4 separate regions of the Gossypium hirsutum genome follow, and regions 1, 2 and 3 are each linked to region 4. The links are chromatin contacts, called in public Hi-C maps. All regions are on one chromosome and are shown on one strand. The core of a region is the stretch at or near the end of the contact, and the rest is flanking DNA. Distances in the headings are between cores, read along the strand shown. Region 1 holds the start of LOC107895432 (probable leucine-rich repeat receptor-like protein kinase At1g35710). Region 2 has its middle 9.4 kb from the start of LOC121207608. Region 3 holds the start of LOC107896365 (calvin cycle protein CP12-3, chloroplastic). Region 4 holds the start of LOC107896377 (wall-associated receptor kinase 5).

Region 1 (3,424 bases), core at 568-3,067, 250 kb after region 4:
TATTAAAGGAAGATAACAGTCATATTCTCTTAAAGATATGAATGTTTATTATTTTAAGGTAAGTTATTTGGTCATTTTAAAAAAAAAATTAACTAAATTAATCACTTTAATGTTAAATTGAATGGAATGCTCTCATTTCCTTTTATATTTCTTATTTCTTTGATTTTTCTTTTTTTTTCCTTTCTTTCTTATTTTTTCCATCTTCTCCTTTCTAACTTACTAACCTTAGCTCCCGCTTCCTCTATCAAACCACTGCTATTGAGCATTGTCATGTCAATGGACAACTTTAAAGGACGCTTATTTTATTTCCCTATTTTTCTTGTTTTTCTTATCCTTACCCACAATCACCGCTTCTTACTATTGTCATTTGATGTCTTCTCTGACGCTAAATTGCCGATTCAAAACCACCAAAGTGAAGCCCAAAGCCTCCTCTTTAGATCTATAGGTTTAGATTTAAAAAAGAAAGCTCAAAAGTTGTGAGGTCACTCTCAAAATTTTAGAATTTTCATGCTTGGCAGGAGCAACAATGACATCATTAAGGGAGGCAACTGTTAGGATTTTTAGGTTAGAAAAGGGAAAAGATGAAGAAAAGGAGAGGATATAGCAAAAATAAGGAAAAAGATAAAAGAATAAGGAAAGTATGGAATGTATCTCGCATCTTGGGCGAAATAGAGTCGACACCATGATAAGGAAGAGCCGACGTCCCGATGATGTGACATGTGAAGTCTCAACGAGCCGATAAATGACGTCACGACATAACAACATATTTCCTACTAAATTGGGTTTCTTCTCCTTGTTAAACTCTGCTATTTTTTCTAGGTTGAACTTTAATAACTCTAGGAATATTTTAATCATATTAGCCCACGAATTTCAACCTATAAATAGAGCTTTTAGCAACTCTGGAGAGATTGATTCAACAACTCAGCAAATGAAAGTAAGAAGAATTTTGTTTTTTAGTTAGTGAGCTTTGTATTTTTTAGGATTTAAGGGCTTGTTTTGTTTTTCCTCCATCTTTTATTCTTCTTCGGTTATTTGCCATTTTAGTGAAGTTTTCTTTACCTGTGGTTTTTTTATTCTCTCTAGACGAGTTTTTCTACATAAATATTTACATCCAATTTTCTCCATTCATTCTTGTTTGTTGCTTAATTCGGGTTTCAGCCCAATAGAAAGAAAGAAAAAAAAAAGATGGACTTAATGTTTGAGTAATCAGTTTGATTGATTTCTTTAGCAGTGACCAAATTAACAAAAAAAAAAGTTTTTTGGATGATCGAAATAGGAATGACCTAATTTTAAAGTGGCTATAAGGATAATTTACTCCATTTTTAATTGATAATAAAAAATTTCAATTCAAATTTAAATTTAAAATATAAAAAATGAAATTTATTTTTTGATTAAACAAATAAATGTAAGCTTAAAATCAATAAAAAAGCACTTTCCCTTTAAAAAAACATATTTAATTAAAATTTAAAATATAATTAAATTGAAAATAAACATAAAAAAAATCAAATTTATTTTTATTAGGTAATCAAGTAATTGTATTATTGGAACTCCAGTAAATTGACTTTATCGCCTATCCCCGACGGTAGAATTTGTAAGGCACAGGCTTGACTTAAGTCTGTCCAAACAGCAGGTCTTGAACAATATAATTAATACAGATTGTGAAAGATCCCTTCATGTCATATCTACAACTTGCAATTTTTTCCACTTGATGTCGAAGCTTCATGGTGATTGAAACAGCACCAATCTTCTGTTATAAATAACCAAAGCCTTTTATTACAATTAACCACACAAGCTCCTTAATTTCAACTATCAATACCATGGCTTCTTTCTTAGTACCATTCAAACTCATCTTCTTCCTCATCTTTGTATTTTTCCATGCTTTCTCTTCGTCATCCTCCATAACTTCCATGGAAGCTGAAACTCTTTTAAAATGGAAAGCTAGCCTCGACAACACCACACAAACTTTTCTCTCTTCTTTGTGGGTCGGAAGTAGCCATTGCAATTGGGTTGGAATCACTTGCAACAATGCCGGAAGCGTCACCAATCTAAGCCTTGCAGAGTATGATTTGAGATTGAGAGGTACACTTCACCATCTCAATTTCCTTTCCTTGCCTAACTTGATTAGGCTTCACCTTCGAAACAACTCATTGTATGGGCCCATTCCTTCGCACATTGGAAACCTTTCCAAACTCATCTTCCTTGACTTGTCATACAATAACTTCTCAGGACATATCCCATCTGAAATTTGCTTGTTGAGAAGTCTTCAATTGATCTCCTTAATAGCAAATAAGATTAGTGGTCCCATTCCACAAGAAATAGGAAATCTGAGTACAATTTCTAATATCTATTTCTATGGTAACTATCTAAGTGGTCCAATCCCTGCCTCTATAGGAAGATTGCATAATTTATACAGGCTTGACCTTAACAGCAACCGACTCAATGGTTTTATACCTAAACAAGTTGGAACGTTGAGGTCACTTTATATGTTGGACTTGTCAGGAAACAGCTTAACTGGTCCTATACCGGCATCTATAGGAAACTTAAGTAACTTGGTGTATCTTTTCTTGTATGGAAATCATCTTTCTGGTTCTATTCCCAATGAAATTGGAGGGCTTAAATCACTTTTCATGATCCAGTTCTCGAAAAATAATCTCGGTGGCGTCATCCCTAATTCCATAGGAAACTTGACCAAGTTATTTAGTGTCATGCTTGATACAAATGCCATTTCTGGTTCAATACCTCGCGAGATAGGAATGCTTAAATCTCTCAACTTTTTGCTTTTGGCTGATAACTCAATCTCTAGTCCAATCCCTACTTCCATAGGAAACTTGACCAACTTAACTACTCTTAGCCTTTCTCAGAATATGTTTTTTGGATTGATACCTAAAGAGGTAGGGATGCTTAAATCTCTCAGTCAATTGGATCTGTCTAATAACACATTCTCTGGACAAATCCCTACTTCCATAGGAAACTTGAGCAGCTTATCAGAAGTTTTCCTTGGTGAAAATAGTTTGTCAGGCCCCATTCCTCCAATATACAATAATCTTACTAATCTCCAATTATCAAACAACCATCTCACTGGTACATTACCAGAAAATTTATGCCTCGGTGGAGTACTCACTCGACTTGCAGTGATCAACAACAATTTGTCAGGTCCTATCCCATCAAGTTTGAGAAACTGCAAAAGCTTAATCAGAGTTAGGGTGGATGGAAACCGTTTGACTGGAAATATATCAGAAGTTTTTGGTATATATCCACATTTGAATTATGCTTCGTTAAGCGATAACAATTTTTATGGCGAACTTTCTCCAAATTGGGGGAAATGTCATAATCTAACAAGCCTACGTCTCTCCAACAATAACATTTCTGGAAAGATTCCATTCGAATTGGGACATGCAACCCAGCTACAAGAACTTGATCTTTC
Region 2 (3,286 bases), core at 143-2,642, 140 kb before region 4:
CCTCCTGAACCAATGCAATAGTCAGAGCTAAAATCTTCAGTGGCTTCAATGATGTGGTCATGGAGTATTCTTCCATCAAAACCCAAAACAGTAAAAATATCTCCTTGTTGTTCCTCCTTTGGCTGTGATTCATTGGTTTGAGTCTTTTTGCAGAAAGTAAAGAAACTTCCAACCAATAAAAATAGCAAAAATAAACTGCCAAAGAGTGGAAGGATAACTGAAATGATGACTTTTGTCCTTTTTCCATGACCATGGTTGGCCAGAAAAGAAGGAGCACAAGTCATTAGTCCTGTGGCATTACCACATAGGCCTTTATTGTTTCTCAAGGCATCAAACGATGCCTCATGAAAAGCCTTAAGATTTGGAATAGGACCTTCAAATTGATTGAAAGATATGTTCACAATTCTCAAACCATGCAAATTATTAAAAGCTTCCGGGATGGAACCGTCGAGCATATTGTGAGAAAGGTTCAATACTTCCAAGGACTGTAATTTTCCAAACTGTTGTGGGATACCTCCAATAAGTGAATTCTGACTCAAATCTAGGCTTTGAAGAGCATTAATGTAGCTTATTGAAGATGGAATGCTCTCTTCGAGGTTGTTCTTGCTCAAATTCAAGTTGAATAACTTGACGCAATTTCCAAGATCATCAGGAATAGGCCCACTAAAATTGTTTGATGCCAAGTCAAGTTGTTCGAGTTTTGAAAGAAGTCCTATCTCTGATGGAATTTTGCCAGAAAATTGGTTACCGCTTAGAAAAAGGCGGCTCATCATTGTCAACTTTCCCAGTTCCTTCGGAATCTCACTATTTAGATGATTGGAAGAGAGATCAAGTTCTTGTAATTGGGTTGCATGTCCCAACTCGAATGGAATCTTTCCAGAAATGTTATTATTGGAGATCTGTAGGCTTGTTAGATTATGGCATTGTCCCCAATTTGGAGAAAGTTCTCCGAAAATGTTGTTGTTGCTTAATGAAATAAAATCCAAATTTGGATATATACCAAAGGATTCTGATATATTCCCCGTTAAGTGGTTCCCTTCAAGCCTAAATCTGTATAAGCTAGTACAGTTTCTCAAACTTGATGGAATCAAACCGGTCAAATTATTGTTGATAGCTGCAAGATGATTTAGCAATCCCCCCAGGCACACATTCTCAGGTAATGAACCACTAAGATGATTGTATGATAAGTCTAATATTCTTGAACGATTAAGATTGTTCATAGTTTGAGGAATAAGGCCTGATAAACTATTTTCAAAAACCGTAAGTATCGACAACTTGTTTAAGTTTCCCATGGAAGTTGGGATAGAACCAGAAAGCCCATTAGAATAAAGCCCAAGATTGTCCAAGTTAGTCAAGTTTGCTATGGAATCAGGGATGACACCAGTGAGATTATTCTCCGACAACTGCAAGTCGAAAAGAGATTTGAGCATTCCTATCTCACTGGGGATAGAACCAGAAAGCCCATTAGAATCAAGCTCAAGATTGTCCAAGTTAGTCAAGTTTCCTATGGAAACAGGGATGACACCAGTGAGATTGTTTTTCAACAACTGCAATACGGAAAGCGATTTGAGCATTCCTATCTCACTGGGGATAGAACCAGAGAGATAATTACCATACAGATAGAGATATATCATGTTACTTAAGTTTCCTATACATGTTGGGATAGGACCAGTTAGGTAATTGTCTGAAATATCAAGGTGCCAAAGCGATCTAATCATTCCGATCTCTTTAGGTATGGAACCATTGAGCCTATTGCCAACGAGGTAAATTTGGGATAAATTCTGCAAGTCTCCAATTGAAATAGGTATTGTACCAGTGAGAAGGTTTTGGTGAAGAAAAAGCACAGAAAGTGAAGTCAACCTTCCTATATCAGAAGGAATACTTCCAAAGATATTATTTTGTGCCAAGTCCAGATGGTGAAGCTTGGTGAGGTTCAAAATTTCTCGTGGAATGGAACCAGTGATTGAATTGTTCTGTAAGGAGATCGTATAAAGACTTTTCAATAAGCCAATTTCTAAAGGGATATTTCCAGAGAAATTATTGTACGACAAGTCAAGGAAGTTGAGGTTGGAAAGGTTTCCGATGTGTGAAGGAATGGACCCATACAATGACTTGTTTCGAAGTTGAAGCCAAATCAAGTTGGGGAAGTGAAGGAAGTTGAGATTGTGAAGTGTACCTCTCAATTTCAATTCATATCCTCTCAGGGTCATATTGGTGATGCTTCCAGCACTGTTGCAAGTGATTCCAGTCCAATTGCAATGGTTGCTTCCACCCCACAAAGAAGATAGCAAAGTTTGGCTGTTGCTGTGGAGGCTAGCTTTCCATTCTAGAAGAGCTTCAGCTTCCCTGGAGGGTATGGTTTTAGAAGAGAAAGCATGGGAAGATGCAAAGAAGAGGAAGAAGATGATGAGTTCGAATGGTATTGAGGAAGAAGCCATGGATTTTTGGTTGATAATTGTGATCAAAGACATTGCCTATTTATAGAACAATGTCGGAGCTGTTTCAGTGTATATTAATTTCTGCATTTTGATTACGCGATGTCTCTACGTTAAACAAATTGTTATCTGAATTTATTTTTAAGGATTTCTTTTATAATTATTTTGAAGTGTTTTTTTAACAAGACATCAACTTATTATTACACTAAAGACGGTGAGTAAAGTACAAACATTCATTTGTTATATATGAAAGCGGTAAGTATAATAAAATCATATTTGTACACTAAAAATGAAATTAGTTAGTTGGTGACTCATTTAATATTTAGATACTATTTTACATTTTGACATTATAATTATTTAATTTTATTTTTATTAAATTACTTAGATTTAGTGTTAATTTAAAAGAATGTGTAAATGTTGATAACTAAATATGTAGTTATACTAGTAAATGTTGATAACTAAATATGTAGTTATACTAAGTGAAAAAGGTCACTTCATTATTTTTGTTAACAATTTAACCAGTGAGTAACTAAAATAGAAATGACTGATGAAATTGAAACTTTTTATAGTTTAATAATAAAAAACACAATAATAATATTGAGTGACTAATTGTATAGTTAATTATCCTTAAAAATTGATTGGGTCAGGGCTAGATTTTAGCTTTGAATATTGATGCTTGAATATGACATCTTATATAAAACTTAGACATTTTATAATGAGTTGGATTCCAATATAAGTGGATGAATATTTAACATCGATGTAGATATCAATTTTAAAAACTACCATAACTAATTGATAATAAAAAATAATTAAATAATTGAATCATATTTTGTAATTTTTTTATAAATAGA
Region 3 (3,661 bases), core at 277-2,776, 220 kb before region 4:
ATAGAATCTAGTATTAAATGCATTGAAAAGTATAATTATCAAAATAAATTGATATGGAAAGTTATTAATTCTTTTTTGTTATCAGGCACCCTAAAATCTACTTGGTTTTTTTTTTATAGTATATTGATTTTTTTGTCCCGTCATTTATTTTTTGCCCCAAACAATATTTTAGCTTTTTGTTTTTGTTTTGAATTTTATTTAACCTTTAAATTTGTATAATTTATCAAATCAAACTTAAAATAAATGAAAAACACTTGTTGACTTTATTGATATACATATGAATCTTCATGTATATATATATTAGCAATTAATTAAATTTTTAGAATTTAAAAATATTTTTAGAAATACCTTTTAAAAAATAAAAAATTAATCAACAGTGTCTGTATATGTTATGTCAATAAAAGTTAATTTTTTATTTATTTATGAATAATTTGATAAATAATGAAAATATAAAAATTAAAGGGTTAAGTAAATTATTATATTTTTGTTTTGAAGGGAAAAGTAGATTTTAGGTGGGTAAATTTTTGAGACAGCTTTTAATGGTGTAATAAAAAAGAATGAGAGCCTACAAAATATTGGACCGCGAAATCTATAAAAATAAAATTGTAATTTATTATACATCTGATTTTCTTTAGTTAAGCTTCATTGTTTTTGTGACAAGCTCAACTCAAATCTAAAATTAACAGTAAAATTTCTCGTCTTTTTTTATTTTTGCCTATCAAACATCATAAAATGTTAAAAACAACAAAGTTTTTACAACATAAAAGGAGCTTGATCAGCTCTGTTAATCATGTTTTTCAATCTAAAACAAAAGTAGCTTAACAAAGACATATTCATACCATACACTTCACTAATAGCAGCAATAACCCCATGAAAAGTAATGGAAACTGGCACATCCATAAAACAAGATCAAACAAAAAGGGTTTTGAGGGAAGATCGAATTTCTTCATCAATCATCATAAACTTTGCACTCTTCAGTCTCAGGATCTTTCTTTTCAACTTCAAGTCTAAGCCTTAGATCAGCTTTGGCTTGACTTACCTCTTCAACTTCATCCCAAGCTACTTTGCATTCATCAGATGTCTCATCTCCTTCACAAACTTGCTTGGCTTCTGTCACTTTCATCTTAATCATATCACTTAACTGTTTCTCCCTCATTTGAGTCCCTTTATACTTAGCTCCTCCTCCCATGGCATTTATAGTCATCCTTCTTGAAACCCTTTTTTCATTACAATGAAATGAAGCAGACAACACCCTTGAACTTGGAGCAAAAGGTGACGTTGGGATCTTTTCCGAGGCTGCTGTCAGTGAGTGAAGCCTTAGAGTTGCCATGGCTGATACGATATAGCTGATATAACAAATTATATGAGTTTGGGCTATGATTCTTATGAAGATCGATGGTTTTGATGAAGGAATGAAGTCTTTTTCGATGAGAAAAAGAGTGGGGTTTTGAAGTTATGATGAAGGGGAAAGAAACAAGTTTGGATTTGGAGGGATTGAGATAAGGTGAAGACAGGTGAGAAATGGGATTTTCGTGGATTGTCTTTTGCATTTACCAACTGATGCTTCCATATCCACACATTCGTTTAGCTCCGCCCCCACACGCTTCAAACAGAAACTAACGTGCTTCTTGTTGTCATAGAGTTAAATTTGGATGGGAAGAGTTGTAAAATATTTAAGTTAATATATTATTTGTTGTTCGAGTTTGATTATACTAGTTTTGGTTTTACTTTAGTATTTATATTTGATAAAAGTTGTACATTTTAGTACCTAAAGGTAAATGTGTTAATTTTTTAGTATTAAATTTAAATTTTAAGATTAATTTGATGAAAGTTAATTGTTAATATTATTAGTTTCGAAATTTTTATGATTTTGTTAATAGAATAAATTTAGTGTTAATTGTAAATTTGTTTAATTTATCAAATACAGTTCGATGGAATCAACTCTAAAATCCAAGTTAAACACTAAAAAAATAACACTTTTATCTTCAAGATGTCAAAATGTTTAACTTTTGTAAAATATATATACAACATTAGACCGAAAAATAATACATATACCATATTAAAGAAAAAAAAGTTAAACTCAACTAACAAATTACTTATTAAACCAAAATATTTGTATGGTTAGTTATTTCTATTTTTTTGTTTATTTTTGGATTTGGATTTTAGTCACCCGGTTGACTTTTTATAACTAATTTTTTCTTAGCAGGAGCATTGCATGTGAATAATCACCTTTAATTGTGGTTGCTATTTAATAAAATATAATAATTTTATATAATTAATGTAAGTAATATTTTTAAAATTAATTAAATTATATAAAATAGGTTCAGTATGCTCTAATTTCGTGTATTTAAAAAAATCATTTTTTAATTAGATCAAGTGAATTTTTTACTAACAAATTTAATATAAAAATTTTAATGGTGTTAATAAATAAGTTTAAATTTTAAAATTTAAAAAGTTAAAAAATATAGAAATTTTTAAAAAAATAAAAAAAATTAAATTCTAAAATTATAAAGATTTATAACATATTTTAATCTATAAAAATCTTAAAATGAAAATAATTTTAAATCATAGTTAAAATAGTTGTACAATAATGAAAAATATATCTGTTTAATGTTTAAAATTTCAACATATTGCATGTCGATTCTTTTCACTCCTTAATCTTTATTGTCTAATATTTCTATTATTATTAAACTTACCATTTTAATTTATTAAATTATACTTATTTTATTTTTATGTTAAACTTAAATATATTTAATAAATTTATTTTATGTAAATTATCACTAAGGATTTAAATAAATAAAAAATTTATAAGGATTTAAATAAATAAAAAAATTATTCTTTTTCCTACAAAAAATACGGATTAGTTATATCCTATGTGGCAAAGTAACATGCCACATAAAAAAAAAATCATCTGAATGACGATTTTGTAATATTTCAATAATTTTAGTGATAATTTTGTAACTTTTCATAAGTTCGATGATTGAAATATAAATTTAATTAAAGGTAAGGGACAATTGATGTTGTTTACCTATTTACTTATTTAAAATGTTAATTAGTTAATAATATAGTAACAAACATGGGCAAAGCCAGAACAATTTTTTAGGGGTTAAATAAAATTTTAATATTTTTTTATAGTTTATATATTTATAATTTTTAAAAGATTAAATCGAATTTTTGTAATTTTAGGGGGGGCCAAAGTGTAATTTTACTTTTACTAATTTAAAATTTTAAAAAAAATTAGATGACCTAAATGGCAAATTTTCATTTTGGGGGGGAGTCGGGGCCAACCCTTCTAGAATCGCCATCGGTAACAAAAGCATTTTCGAAATATAAAATTTAAGGTGGATGTATTTGGGAGGTCCTTGTATTATTAGGATTTGATTAAATTAATCCCTCTATTTCTAAATGTATCAAATTAAAAAGAATCAAATAAGGTCAAATTAGAATAGAATTAACCTTTACTATTTAAAAAAAAATCATTTATAGTTTAATAGAGTTGATAATTTTAAAGGTTTTTTTTATCATTTTGTAAATAAAATCTTTTGTTTGGAATTGAACTGCAACCGAAAATAATAATTTTCTAGATAATTTTTATACAGTAAATGTTAATTCTGTTACAACTTGGATTTATTTAATTATTTTTAATAATATAGAGATTAAA
Region 4 (3,552 bases), core at 816-3,315:
ACATATATATATAAAAATTAAAAATTTTATCTGTATATGGCGGCGCTGGTGGTGGGCCACAGCGGCGATCGGCCGGATCCTTGCCGGACCAAGGACCCTGCAGAGAGAAAAATGAGAGGGCTCAGTTTTTCTTTTTGAGAAGAGTGAAAGGGAAATGTTTTTTTTAGAATTTTCCTATTTATATAGGGTCCAAAACGACGCCGTTTTGGACTTAAGCACCAGTGCCAAAACGACGTCGTTTCACCTAAGATCCGCATGTTGACCCGACCCGCCAGCAGGATCCTCGTGTTTTTATTTAATGGGATATTTGTGATCCCAGCCCTTCCGCTTTTTTACAACATTGCAATTAAATCTTTCGTTATTTCTAATTTTGCCCTAAAATTTTGTTTTGATTTCCTTTTGGTCCTGCGTAAAACGATAAGTTTGGGAGGGTGGGGATATTTTCTCCTTTAATCCCTCCTTGTTATTCGCACATTCGATGTGGTCCATTTCTTTCTTTCTTTATTTTGGATTTTCCCCGAATACTTGTTTTAAATTCAATTTAGTCCTCTATTAGCTATTTGGCAATTTTTTTTCTTTTTACTATTATTTATTATCATTATTATTATTACCTTCATTATTATTATTATTATTTTCTTTTACCATTCTTATTACTACTTTTGTTATTATTTTATCTAATATATTATTATTATCACTATTATTTTCATATATGTTTTATTACAAGTTGTGCTTTAAGTATTATTTATTTTAATTTGGTTCTTTACTTCCAATATTTTTAAACCTTTTCCCTTATATTTATTTATTCATTACTTTATTATTATTGTCCTCAATATTATTTATTTATTTCATCTTTACCTATTCATATTATTATTATTTTAATTTGTTTGTTAATATTACTATGACTATAATAGTACATTAGTATTATCATATCATTTATTTATCATATATTCTTGACTTGTATAGTTGTTTTATATATTATTGCAGTATTATTCTCCATGAACTATGTTTGAATATAATTGGTTATCTTTGTATTATGCTTCAAAATAGCCCATGTCGTTTTAAACTTACGTTTGATAAAATTTTTTTTAAAAAAAAAGAAACTTTCAAAGTAAAGCAATGTTCTGTATTTGGAAATTCGAGAGATCGTGCCCTAATGTGCTGGGTTTCGATTTTTTCGTTTGATTCAAATAACCGAATAACCTTTTAAAATTAAAGTGCTTGAGTTTTGAAAAGCCAAAGATCGGCTTACTCTCGAGGGTTTAAAGCGTCGTGTCCTAATGTGTTGGATGTTACATTTTATTACTTCGGGACGAGAAGGTCTTTAACATCTGCTTCGATTTATCTAAACATCTTTGCAAAATTAACATTAATAAAAAGAGATCGTATTCTAAATTCTTTTTGAGTTTTCAAATTTCGACATTAAGACATTACTTAATCAATTAGGTACCAATTTTGGGCATTACGAGAGTGCTAATCTTTTCTTGTACGTAACCGACTCTCGAACATGTTTTCTCGAATTTCGTAGACCAAAATCGCTGTTTTAGTAAAGCAAAACATTTTATTAAAACGATCAAAATATTAGGTGATCCATTCACACCTAAACAAAAAAGATTGGTGGCGACTCCCAATTTTCATTTTCTTTTCAAAATATAAAGTTGATTCCCATTTTTCAAAAAAAATGATTTCGAGAGTATAGCCATAAATTTAGCTTGAGGGAAGGTTTATTTAAGCCTTTTTCTTTTTACGAACAATGAAGAAAAGTTTTTAAATTGAAAAAGGATGTGGAAAGTTTTTAAAGACAATGCATAATTTAACTTTAGTGCCTAATTAATCGTCCTCTTTAAAAATAAAATCCAATCAAACAAATATCTAAAAGCATAATTTTAATCCGCAACATTGTGTTGAGTGAAGATTTTATTTTTTTAAAAAACTACTACTATTACTACTAATAGTAATAAAAATAAATTCTTGTGCACAACGAAGAAAAGTGTTTATATCGAAAAAGAACGTGGAAAGTTTTTGAAGGCAATGGAGCGAGTCAACACGGTAATAATGAATCATGTGCCCGCTACAACTTGTCTATTAAAATGGCGTTGAATCTTCAAACATTCATCCTATTCCTACCTGTAAGATATTCTATATTTACATAGCCCAGATAGTGGGAAAAACAAACAAGAGAGGGTGATGGGGTTTGGTGGTATGTTTAAGAAGCTTACTGTGTTTGCAGTTATGGTAACAATTATGGCAACTTCAGTAGCAGCTCAACCGAAACCAGGATGCCAAAGCCACTGCGGAAACATAGGAATCCCATACCCTTTTGGTACACGCAAGGGTTGCAACATCGGCAGCGACTTCTTCATTAATTGTAACACCTCTTTTAACCCCCCAAAAGCATTCTTAAGCGACACTGAAATTGAAGTTCTCAACATCTCCCTGGATGATGGTCATTTGCGCGTTCAATATGACAAGTCCATAGGTTATGACTGTTATGACTCATCAGGGCCCACTTCACAGGGGAGTCCCTTTTTCGGTCATAGAAAATTCTCCATATCTTACTCCAGAAACAAGTTCACTGCCATTGGTTGTGACACTATCGCCTACTTCTGGGGTTTTTACATGCTTTCAAACTATTCATCCGGATGTTTAACAGTTTGTAATAATGTGAGCGATGTGATAAATGGGTCTTGCTCTGGCATTGGCTGCTGCCAGACGGCTATCCCTAGAGGATTGCAGGCTTATTTCTTCGATTTTAGTAGCTCTCGGAATCATTCCAGCGTGTTGACGTTCAATCCTTGCAGCTATGTATTTATTGTGGAAGATGGAGCCTACACCTTCTCTACATCAGATCTTTCCAACCTAGATTTCAACAAAAGGGAATACCCACTTATTCTTGATTGGACAATCGGGAATCAAACTTGTGAAGAAGCTAAAATGGACCCAAAAAATTATGCTTGCAAGCAAAATAGTGCTTGTATAGATCCAGAAAGTGGCCCTGGATATTTGTGCAAGTGTAATCATGGTTTTCAGGGTAACCCTTATCTCTCCATCGGCTGCCAAGGTAAAGATTTCAAGTTCTTCTCCATTGCAGATTCATTTTGATGAAATTACCTAACTGTACTCTTTTTTTCTTTGTTTATTTAAAATGTTTAAAAACTGTAGATATTAATGAATGTGAAACACTGAAGCCTTGCAATGAAAGTGGTACATGTCATAATACACTTGGAAGCTATAATTGCTCATGCCCTGAAGGATTTGAGGGTGATGGTCAGAAAAATGGAACAGGTTGCAGTCCCAAGCCGCGCCGTGATAATTTTCCCATTCTTGTTGTTGCTCTAGGTTGGTACACTTAATTAAATGTTACTTTCATTATATGTCAGATAAGAGTTATTGTTTTTGGGTTCAATCAAGAGCTGATATAAATAAATTTTATTTACCTTATTTAACATTTTTATTTACTTCATTAATAATAGCCACATTATAATTAAATAATAATGTACTCACAATATTGTATAATTCGTATACACTTTTAATATTTAATTATTACTATTTTTT

Evidence for each region. Hi-C and Micro-C count contacts between places; a contact is called where the count stands out from the background.
Region 1: a contact with region 4 is called in a Hi-C map of seedling, with 2.2 times the contacts expected there. The contact joins the promoter of LOC107895432 here to the promoter of LOC107896377 in region 4.
Region 2: a contact with region 4 is called in a Hi-C map of leaf, with 1.7 times the contacts expected there. The contact joins the enhancer-like site here to the promoter of LOC107896377 in region 4. A contact is called at or near these places in 11 of 34 Hi-C or Micro-C datasets (anther, callus, hypocotyl and 2 more).
Region 3: a Hi-C map of leaf shows a contact between it and region 4, with 2.8 times the contacts expected there. The contact joins the promoter of LOC107896365 here to the promoter of LOC107896377 in region 4. A contact is called at or near these places in 2 of 34 Hi-C or Micro-C datasets (hypocotyl and leaf).

What each region holds. Positions count from the first base shown.
Region 1 is chrA10:106,829,397-106,832,820 of Gossypium_hirsutum_v2.1, forward strand. It overlaps LOC107895432 (probable leucine-rich repeat receptor-like protein kinase At1g35710), which reads left to right and starts at 1,818. Exons shown (of 1, transcript XM_016820715.1): 1 at 1,818-3,424. The coding sequence starts at 1,818.
Region 2 is chrA10:106,443,324-106,446,609 of Gossypium_hirsutum_v2.1, forward strand. It overlaps the pseudogene LOC107896366. Among protein-coding and RNA genes, the nearest start is that of LOC121207608, 9.4 kb to the right of the region's middle. Within about 2 kb of position 1,393, at least 7 of the 9 cell types and tissues checked have an H3K27ac peak or open chromatin away from gene starts, as enhancers often do. A contact at or near this core is called in leaf, where this site is marked.
Region 3 is chrA10:106,360,552-106,364,212 of Gossypium_hirsutum_v2.1, forward strand. It overlaps LOC107896365 (calvin cycle protein CP12-3, chloroplastic), which reads right to left and starts at 1,527. Exons shown (of 1, transcript XM_016821531.2): 1 at 680-1,527. The coding sequence starts at 1,330. The coding sequence ends at 950.
Region 4 is chrA10:106,578,412-106,581,963 of Gossypium_hirsutum_v2.1, forward strand. LOC107896377 (wall-associated receptor kinase 5) reads left to right here and starts at 2,066. Exons shown (of 3, transcript XM_016821540.2): 1 at 2,066-3,058; 2 at 3,160-3,336. The coding sequence starts at 2,185.